Linked DNA regions of Sus scrofa: region 2 is linked to region 1. The links are chromatin contacts, called in public HiChIP or PLAC-seq maps. All regions are on one chromosome and are shown on one strand. Each heading gives the region's core, a stretch centred on a gene start, on an enhancer-like site or on the middle of the called end of the contact. The rest is flanking DNA. Distances are from core to core; before and after follow the strand shown. Region 1 overlaps LOC106509966 (a long non-coding RNA gene). Region 2 overlaps MTSS1 (metastasis suppressor protein 1).

Region 1 (4,812 bases), core at 642-3,141:
ATTGGCTATTAAAATGAACAAAATACCAGCATTTTTGGCAACATGAATGGACCTAGAAATTATCATACAAAGTGAAGTTAGCCATACAATGAGACACCAACATCAAATGCTTTCACTGGCATGCGGAATTTGAAAAAAGGACAGACTGAACCTCTTTGCAGAACAGATGCTGACTCACAGACATTGAAAAACTTATGGTCTCCAGAGGAGACAGTTTGGAGGGTGGGGGGATGTGCTTGGGCTGTGGGATGGAAATCCTGTGAAATTGGATTGTTATGATCATTATATAACTACAGATGTGATAAATTCATTTGAGTAATAAAAAAGAAGATGCATCTCAAAAAATATATATATATATATAAAGTGTTAGACTTTTTACCCTTAGGATTTTTTTTTTTTTGTCTTTTTAGGGCCGCACCCTTGACATATGGAGGCTCCCAGGCTAGGGGTCTAATTGGAGCTGTAGCCACCGGCCTACAACAGGGCCGCAGCAACACCGGATCCTTAACCCACTGAGCAAGGCCAAGGATCGAACCTGCAACCTCATGGTTCCTAGTTGGATACGTTTCCGCTGTGCCATGACAGGAACTCCAAGAATTTTTTTAAAATCAGGCATAATTCACATATAATATAGTTCAGCCTTTTACAACATACACTTCTGTGGGGTTTTGTGTACTTGCATGGTTGTGTAACCATTACTGGTATCTAATTCTAGAACATTTTTATCACCCCAAAGAGAAACCCCACACCCTAACAGTCACCCCTCATCTCTGCTCCTCTTAGTCCCTGGCAGCCACTATTCTACTTTCTGTCTTTATGGATTTGTCCATGCTGGACATTTGATAAAAATAATATCATATAACACATGGTCCTTTGTGACTGGCTTCTTTCACTTAGGATCATGTTTTTGAAGTTCATTCATGTACCATGTGCTAGCACTTTTTTTTTTTTTTTTTTTGGTCTTTTTAGGGCTGCACCCATGGCATATGGAAGTTCCCAGGCTAGGGGTCAAATTGGAGCTGTAGCCATCAGCCTATGCCACAGCCACAGCAATGCCAGATATGAGCCGCATGTGCGACCTACACCACAGCTCATGGCAATGCTGGATCCTTAACCCACTGAGAGAGGCCAGGGATTGAACCCGAGTCCTCATGGATACTAGTCGGGTTCGTTAACCACTGAGCCATGATGGGAATTCCAGCACTTCATTCTTTTTATGGCTGAGTAATACCACATGGTATATTACATGGAGAGACCACATTTTGTCTATACACTCATTAGTTCATGGACATTTGGGCTGTTTCCACTTTGGGGCTGTTATGAATAGAGGCACTATGAACATTCATGTGGAAGTTTTTACATGGGCATATGTTTTCAGTTCTCTTGGATATATACCTACCCTTGAGAACTTGGTATCTAGCTGGAGAAGGAGCCTGAGGAACTAAACTCAGGTCTCAGAAATAATGTGAGATCCCCTCACCTCAAAAATTACACTGTCAAGATAATGTCTGCCCGTTGTGGCTGGAAATGCAAAGTTCCAGTCCACTACCGGAAAGAAAATCTTAACTTGAGCTGATAACTTGTCTACACAGAGTTCAGAGGAGGAGGAAGCAGTTCCTTCTTTTACTACAGAATCAAGTACCGGTCCATGAGAAGTCCACCTTGAATGACCCTCTGGGAATGCACCTGTTAGGTTGTAATACCCCTCGGCCCCCCCTCCACAGACCTTCCCTACAAGTAATAAATATGAATCTAGGTGCTGGAGAGAGAGTGGCCAAGAAAATAAATATAGTTCCTGCACTCATGGAGTTTACAATCTTTTTCAGAGAAAGATTAACCAAATGCTTACATGTAATGAAGGCTCATGTGGTGGCTCGTGGACGAGAAAGGAGAAGTGAGCAAGCAAGCCTGGCATTAGCCTAGAAACCAGAGCCAGGGTGTCCAGGGCCGTGTGGAGGACTTGCTTCTAGAACCTTCTTTCTACTTGTCTCTCCGAGTTGATGCCTTGATTTTCACAGGGAGAAATGTGGGCCGCTCTGAGCTCTAAATGTCTCATTCAATTCCGCATTGAAAATCTCAAGAAAGGGGGAGTTCTCGTGGTGCCTCAGTGAGTTAAGAACTCGACTAGTATCCATGAGGATGCAGGTTGGATCCCTGGCCTCACTCAGTGGGTTAAGGATCCTGCATTACCATGAGCTGTGGTGTAGGTTCCAGACACGGCTTGGACTCCACATTGCTGCTAATGTGGCACAGGACGGCAGCTGCAGCTCTGATTCGACCCCTAGCCTGGGAACTTCCATATGCAGCAAGTGAAGCCCTAAAAAGGAAAAAAGAAGAAGAAAATCTCAAGAAAGGTTCTCACTGGACTATGTCCTTGGGAAGAGAATGGAGTTCTCTAACAGGTCAGCATAGGTCACATGCCACCTAGGTTCTAAGGAGGGTAGGCTATGGTACCCAAAGAAAGAGAGAAGGAATGAGCAGACAAAAACAATCAATGCTCACCACAGCAGACAAAAATAATCAATGCTTATTTTTCTAAGTAGGGTGGAAAGGAATGCATGATCAGAAAAAGTGTAGCTCTTCAGAGGTATCCAGACAGGAAAAACAGGCCAGGCTAGATTATGTAGAACCCTTTATACCATGAAAGGAGCTTGGCCTTTTATCTCATTGCCCTGAGGAAGCCACCGAAGAGTGTTAAGCCAAGGGAGGGATGTATATTTTAGAGTTACCAGCCTTGAAGACAGGAAGAAGTATTGGGGGCTTTTGTAATTGTCCCTGTGAGAGTTGATGAGGTCTGAACCAAGGCAGTAGAATTTGCGAAGAGAGTCTAGGTGTAGGATATGTTGGCGGAGGTGCCTGAAGAGTTTGTCGCTGTGACAGGTGATGGAGAGGGAGGAGCCAGGCATACAACTGTTCCCATTCGATAAGTAGTCAAGCTCACCTGTGATGAACTTCAGGCTCAGGGCAATTCAAAACTGTGCCTGGGAGTTCCTGTCATGGCTCAGTGGTTAACAAATCCAACGAGAAACCATGAGGTTGTGGGTTCGATCCCTGGCCTCGCTCAGTGGGTTGAGGATCTGGTGTTGCTGTGAGCTGTGGTGTAGGCCAGCAGCAACAGCTCCTATTAGACCCCGAGCCGGGGAACCTCCATATGCCGCAGGTGTGGCCCTATAAAAGACAAAAAGACAAAAAACAAAACAAAACAAAAAACTGTGCCTGAAAGAGTTGGGTGCTGCAAACAAAAAAAGCAAAGTAAGGCATGGTCTTTGCTCCCTAAGGGGCTCTCTAAATGTTGGGGAGCTAAAGTAAATATGAGAAAGGCGAAATGCAAGGTCAATTGAGTCAAATGTGATCAGTGAGATTGCGAGCACAGGATACTCTCATTTTGTTGGCTGATGGGGCCAGACATTATCAAGGAAAGACAGCTGAGATGAGCTTTAAGGCATGGGAAGCATTCCTACAGGTGGGGAGTTGGTGGGGGGCATTTCCGACAGAAGAAATCACATGAGCAAAGACATGGTGACGGAAACGTACATGGCATATTTGGAGAGTATGGAATGACTCGTTTGACTAGATGTCAAGAAGTTGTGAAAGATAAACCAGCAGGATGAGGATACAGGGGTGGGGTGAAAGATTGTTAGCTTTTTTTGCAATCATCCACATGTGGTTAGGCTATTCGTGGAAAGAGGAATTTAAGTAAAGGAGATCATTTAGGGGAAAGATGCTAAGTACTGCTTGGATGTATTGTGATGGAGGTAAATGTAGGACACCCCCGTGGTGATGACCCAGTGATAACTTACGAAAGGTGAGGGCTGAACTCCTGCATAGATGTGCAGTGGGTGTAGCTGCATGCATTAGTTTTTACCCTGATTCACTCAAATAATGATTTGAGTAGCATTTCCAAATTTGCACTACAGAATTTAAAAAAATAGGATGCCTGACAAAGGAAAACACACAGACATGAAATATAATTAAATTTAAGCCATAAGGTTAACATCAAATTTTTATGCTGCAGTTCCTGTAAAACTGCTAGAGGGGGACAGCAAATCTGGCTTAGAACTTCCCAACAGCCAAAGCAAAGGGAAGCATGATTAGTCATAAGATTTCTACTGGACAAAAAAAATACATTATTTATAAATCTTCTAGCCAGAGACAAAGTTGAGGGCTCTGATGTGTTTCCAAGACGCTCCAGTAGAGACACCCAAAGCTCTATTCACCTGGGGCTCCTCTCCTTCAAGAGCACATCCATCTTGAGGTTAGATATGGACCAATGATTTGCTCTGTCCAATGAAATGCGAGCACGCATGGTGTGTCATCCAAGTGGAAGATTAAAGAGCCGGGATACAATTCTCCCTTTGCTCTTTCTCATGCCACCGTGATTGAGACTGCCAAGAAGGGACTACAGAGAAAAAGGGAAGAAAAGAGGAAGGAAAATGGACTGTTTGGTAACATCCAAGGCATAAGACAAGAAGAGAAGGTAACAAAAAAGAAGAGAGGGAGTTCCCGTCATGGCGCAGTGGTTCATGAATCCGACTAGGAACCATGAGGTTGCGGGTTCGATCCCTGGCCTTGCTCAGTGGGTTAACGATCCAGCGTTGCCGTGAGCTGTGGTGTACGTTGCAGATGCGGCTCAGATCCCGTGTTGCTGTGACTCTGGCGTAGGCTGGCAGCTACAGTTCCGATTAGACCCCTAGCCTGGGAACCTCCATATGCCAGGGAGCAGCCCAAGAAATGGCAAAAAGACAAAAAAAAAAAAAAAAAAAAAAAGGAAGAGTGAAGCATCCAGAAGGGAGACCATGAAAACCACAGTAA
Region 2 (4,346 bases), core at 146-2,645, 140 kb after region 1:
AGGCTGCACTTGCAGCCTATGGAGGTTCCCAGTCTAGCGGTCTAATTGGAGCCATAGCCACCGGCCACAGCCACAGCCTCGCCAGATCTGAGCTACGTCTGCAACCTGTGCTGCAGCTTGCAGCAACACCGGACCCTTGAAGCCACTGAGCAAGGCCAGGGATCACACCCGCATCCTCATGGATACTAGTTGGGTCCTTAACCTGCTGAGCCACAGTGGGAACTCCAGCATTAGGATTTTTAAAAGCACCCGCAGCTACACACAGATCCAGCAGCCTCGGTGTGTTTTTGCAGCCTTTCCCAAGTCTGAGTAAGGGGCATCTTTACATGGTGGCTCCACAATGTGAATATATTTGCTATTACTGAACCACAGGCTTCAGGACGGTGAATTTTATGTTGTGTGTATTTACTACAGTTAATAAAAGTAATTTTACAGCGAAATAATGTCACAGTGAATAAGTTGAAGGATGAAAATAACAACAGAAGAAACCTTTTTAGACTCCTTGGCTGTTTTTCATTGCTCTGTAATAGTCCTGTCTGGTATGGTTTTCTACAATCATGGAATTTATCAGCTACGTTAGCCACTAGCCGCACGTGAGTTTTGAGCCCTTGCAGTGTGGCGAATGCTACTGAGGAACTGATTTTGATATTTCATTTGCTTGCAACTTGTTTAAATTTCAGTAGCCATCTATGGCCAGCGGCTATCGTCTTGGACAGTGTGGACCTGTAACCTACCATCTAAGTAAAGACACCGCTTGCTTGGCAACCCTCCTTCCTGTCCACATTCCTCTTCTGGCCCCATCACTGCCCCTGTCACAGTTCTGGAGCTGCTGCTGCTCCTGAGCTTGGCGGCAGTGAGATCTGGTTTTCAGTCCTGTAAGCAAATGTCTTCATCTCTCTCTCTCGGAGCTTTCTTTTCCTCTTCTGTAAAATGAGTCTCATAAAGTACCCGTCTCAGAGGGTGGTTGGGATTCTGAAATGAGATTGTATTTGTACAGGGCCTGACCCAGGGCCTCGGGCGCCCTGCGCTCAGAGGGTAGCTGCTGTTACCTCTCGGTCTTGCAGATTTGGGAGCCAAGTATTCTAAAGTCTTGAAATCCGTCATTGTCTCTGCCACTTCTAAGGGCAAACACGACCACACCCTCTACTGAGCTGTATTTATAGCTTGCCGTGAAGCTGCAGGAAATGGAGAAGTTGAGGGGTTTTTTCTTGCTAAGTAAATCACTCTTGAGTTCATTATAACCTCATCAGGCTCCACAGGGCCTGTTGGCCTTTCTCTATTTGCAAACCTTCTGTCTGTTTATAAAAGGAGGGACGGGCTGGGTGCCTGGAGGAGGCCCTCCGGGGCCTTTAATTTAATGCTTTAAAAAAAAAAAAAAAAAAAAAGCCTTTTAGAGATGTTTACACCAGGGTAAGGGGAGACGCGCACGGCATTGTCAGGGCCTGCTTTTTCTCTCTACCTTGTTCAGGTCCTCTTCTTTTTCTGGGGTGACTACTGGGAGAAGTGGCTTCATTTGCCTCTAGGCTGCCTTTTAGCAGCACCTTTGTACTGGCTTCTATTCCTTCCCAAGACTCGGATGTGTCTGGGTTCCTCCTGCCTTCAGGGGCCCCTGTGCTTTGGCCCTGGTGGAGTGACCTGCTCTGCTCCCCGAGTCCACCAACCTGGACTCCATGGCTTCTTTGAACACAGCCGGTGGCCCTCATTCTTGCTCTGTGTCCCACTTGGAGGACCTTCTCTGCCATTTTTGGATTATTGACATCTTTCTGATCCTCCTCCAAAGCCTCACCAGAAAGTTACCTCATTTCTGGACCCTCTGGTTTCCACCAAGTCAGATATCCTTGGGTGTTTTTCCACATTCGGTGTTGACTCTGCCCAGTGCTTGATTCCAGTGGTTGCCCTTGGCTGTGAAGCCTGGCTCTGCCCCTCTCAGCTCTCTTACTCTGGCCAAGTTACTCTGGTCTCCTGAGCCTTGATTTTCTTATCTGTAAAATAGGATTAGAAGAGAAAGCGTATGTAAAGGGCTTAGCGTGAAATGAATGCTAAGTTAAATGCTCTTGTGGGATTCCTGCTGTGGCGCAGTGGGATCCGTGGCCACTTGCAGCATCAGGATGCAGGTTCCTTCCCCGGCCTGGCACCATGGGTTAAAGGATCAGGCATTGCCACAGCTGCAGCGTTAGGTCTCAGCCGTGGCTCGGATCCGATTCCTGGCCAGGAACTCCATGTGCCGTGGGGTGGCCAAAAATGGGGGAGAAAACCCGCTTTTGTGTATCTATCTGAGCCATCCTGATAATTTCCACCCAAGTCCCCCCGCCAACAGCAGCACTCAGAAATTTCAGAAAATATAAGAAACCTGTACCTTCGCCTTGTTAATGCAGTAGAGACAAAAGTGAAATGCTCCAATTTTGAGCCTGTAAATCATTTGAGAGAACGCAGTACACATTTTCAACAAAAGATGACGGTGTCCTCTCCTGCTGGGAGGGTGGAGGTACACCTGTGACCTTGCCCGAAAGTCGTTTAGTCTAGAGGAGGGAACAGACAAGTCACCGGAAAGCAGCATGGTCAGCGCCATGATAGATGTCAGGCCCAGGTTTTGAGGGTGGCCCCTGGGGAAGGCCTCTGATTCTCATTTGGAATAGAAAGGCAGAATTGGGGGAGGCTTTTGGTACAGGTGACCCCCGCAAGCGGAGAGCTGTGTTTTATTTTGCTTATTGAACAAGCACTTATGTGGTACAACCAGGCATTGCTCCAGTGCTTTACAAAAAAAGACTCTTAATCCGCCCAACAACCCAGGAGGTAGTTACTGTGTATGTACCAGGGAGGGAGTTACTGCTCGATTTCCCATGTGACAGATGGGGAAACTGAGGTGCAGAGAGGTGAAGCCATTTGCCCGCATCATGCAACGAAGAGCTAACAGCTGGGATTTGAGCCCAGGCAGCCTGGCTGCAGAGTCTGTGCCCTTAATCCTCGGTGCTGGGCTGTCTCTCCCAGCTTTTGAGAACATCTGTTTCGGATGCCGTAGTGGATGCTGTTTATCCATCACTTTGATGATGGTTCCATCTACGCCTTTAGGATGTGGGATGAACCAGATAAAGCATCCAAATCGAGGCCTCTTCTCTGAGCTGCTTCAAGGAGCCCAGGGGGCCTCCCTCTATTTCAAGAGGACTTGGGCCATGGACACTCCTGGGCAGGAGCTTGCTTACTTGTCAGCAGAGGGAAGTGCAGGGGGTGTGGTTCCCAAGGGTCCGACCGGTTGTCCGAGGTGGCAGCCACACACCATGTGTTTGTTGCGCTGGAGAAACCCCCTCTGTCACGGTCGCCCCAGTAACGAACCCACACCCTCGCCCAGCAGGAAGAGGGCTGTGTGCAGTAGGAGGCTGGAAATGCTTTGTGATTAGTTCCCAGGGAGACCTCAGTCTCCCTTCTGAGGCCTGGCTTGCTCCAGCCCGTCCCGGCAGCTCCAGCAGCTGAGCACGAGGCCATTAAGGAAGTCTTTGAGTTTGGTTTAATGGTCCCTCTTTGTTTTGAAGTGATTGTTTACTGAACCTTCAAAGCCAGCTCTCCAGCAGGATGTGATCTGGGGCCTGGCTAATTGGATGAAGCACCCCAATAGGAAGCAAGTAGCGGGGAGCGGGGCCAGGAGGAGGTAGCTGACGGCCAAGGCCTTGGCCTCCGGGTCCTGGGAGGCGCTGAGCTGCTGGTGGGGGATGGGGTCATCTTGCAACCAGAAGCCGACCCGGAGCCGGGGGTCCCCTGGAACCTGGCCTCTTTGATGTTGTGCTGGCCTTAATTAGGGACACCCTAATTAAATCAAGGAGGAAGCGTTCGCCTGCATTTAGCAGAAAGCATTAGCAAATGTTCGGAGAGCATTACACGAGGGAGTTCATCTCCAGGATTATGCAAGTCATGGAAAGTTAATGGAAGAAAAACCCAGACATCAAGTACGTAAAAAATAAAAGTCACCCACAACCACTTGACACACATTTGAGATGAAGGCTCTTGCGGCCTGTGCCCTGCCAGAAATTTCTTTTTTCCCTTAGCTTTTCACTTGTGCTTTCTGTGCCTGTAATTAGAAGCCGGGTCAGTTTCATGGGCTGGGTGGTGGCCCATTGTTTTGTTTGTTTGTAGTCAATTCATTTAGGCCACACAGATCTGAGGCCCTGCTGTGTGCCAGGTTGTGTGTTAAGTGCTGGGGAGGCAGCAGTAAATAACAGGGAACCTGATCTCTGCCCTCTTGGAATGTACGTTCTAGCGGAGAAGAGGGTAGGGGTCTCGGGCAGACAAACTGAGTAAGCCACTTGTGTCGTTTATTAGGAGTCCGTGCAATGGGGAAAAAGAAAGCAGGGTTT

Evidence for each region. HiChIP or PLAC-seq counts read pairs in DNA pulled down with a chosen protein or histone mark.
Region 2: a contact with region 1 is called in an H3K27ac HiChIP or PLAC-seq map of alveolar macrophages. The contact joins two enhancer-like sites. A contact is called at or near these places in 2 of 47 Hi-C or Micro-C datasets (both in liver) and 1 of 2 datasets of contacts at active chromatin or transcription factors (alveolar macrophages).

The regions. Positions count from the first base shown.
Region 1 is chr4:14,800,905-14,805,716 of Sscrofa11.1, forward strand. All of the region lies in intron 2 of LOC106509966 (a long non-coding RNA gene), which reads right to left. Among named protein-coding and RNA genes, the nearest start is that of ZNF572, 81 kb to the left of the region's middle. Within about 2 kb of position 1,892, at least 3 of the 83 cell types and tissues checked have an H3K27ac peak or open chromatin away from gene starts, as enhancers often do. A contact at or near this core is called in alveolar macrophages, where this site is marked.
Region 2 is chr4:14,941,161-14,945,506 of Sscrofa11.1, forward strand. All of the region lies in intron 1 of MTSS1 (metastasis suppressor protein 1), which reads left to right. Among named protein-coding and RNA genes, the nearest start is that of MTSS1, 10 kb to the left of the region's middle. Within about 2 kb of position 1,396, at least 18 of the 83 cell types and tissues checked have an H3K27ac peak or open chromatin away from gene starts, as enhancers often do. A contact at or near this core is called in alveolar macrophages, where this site is marked.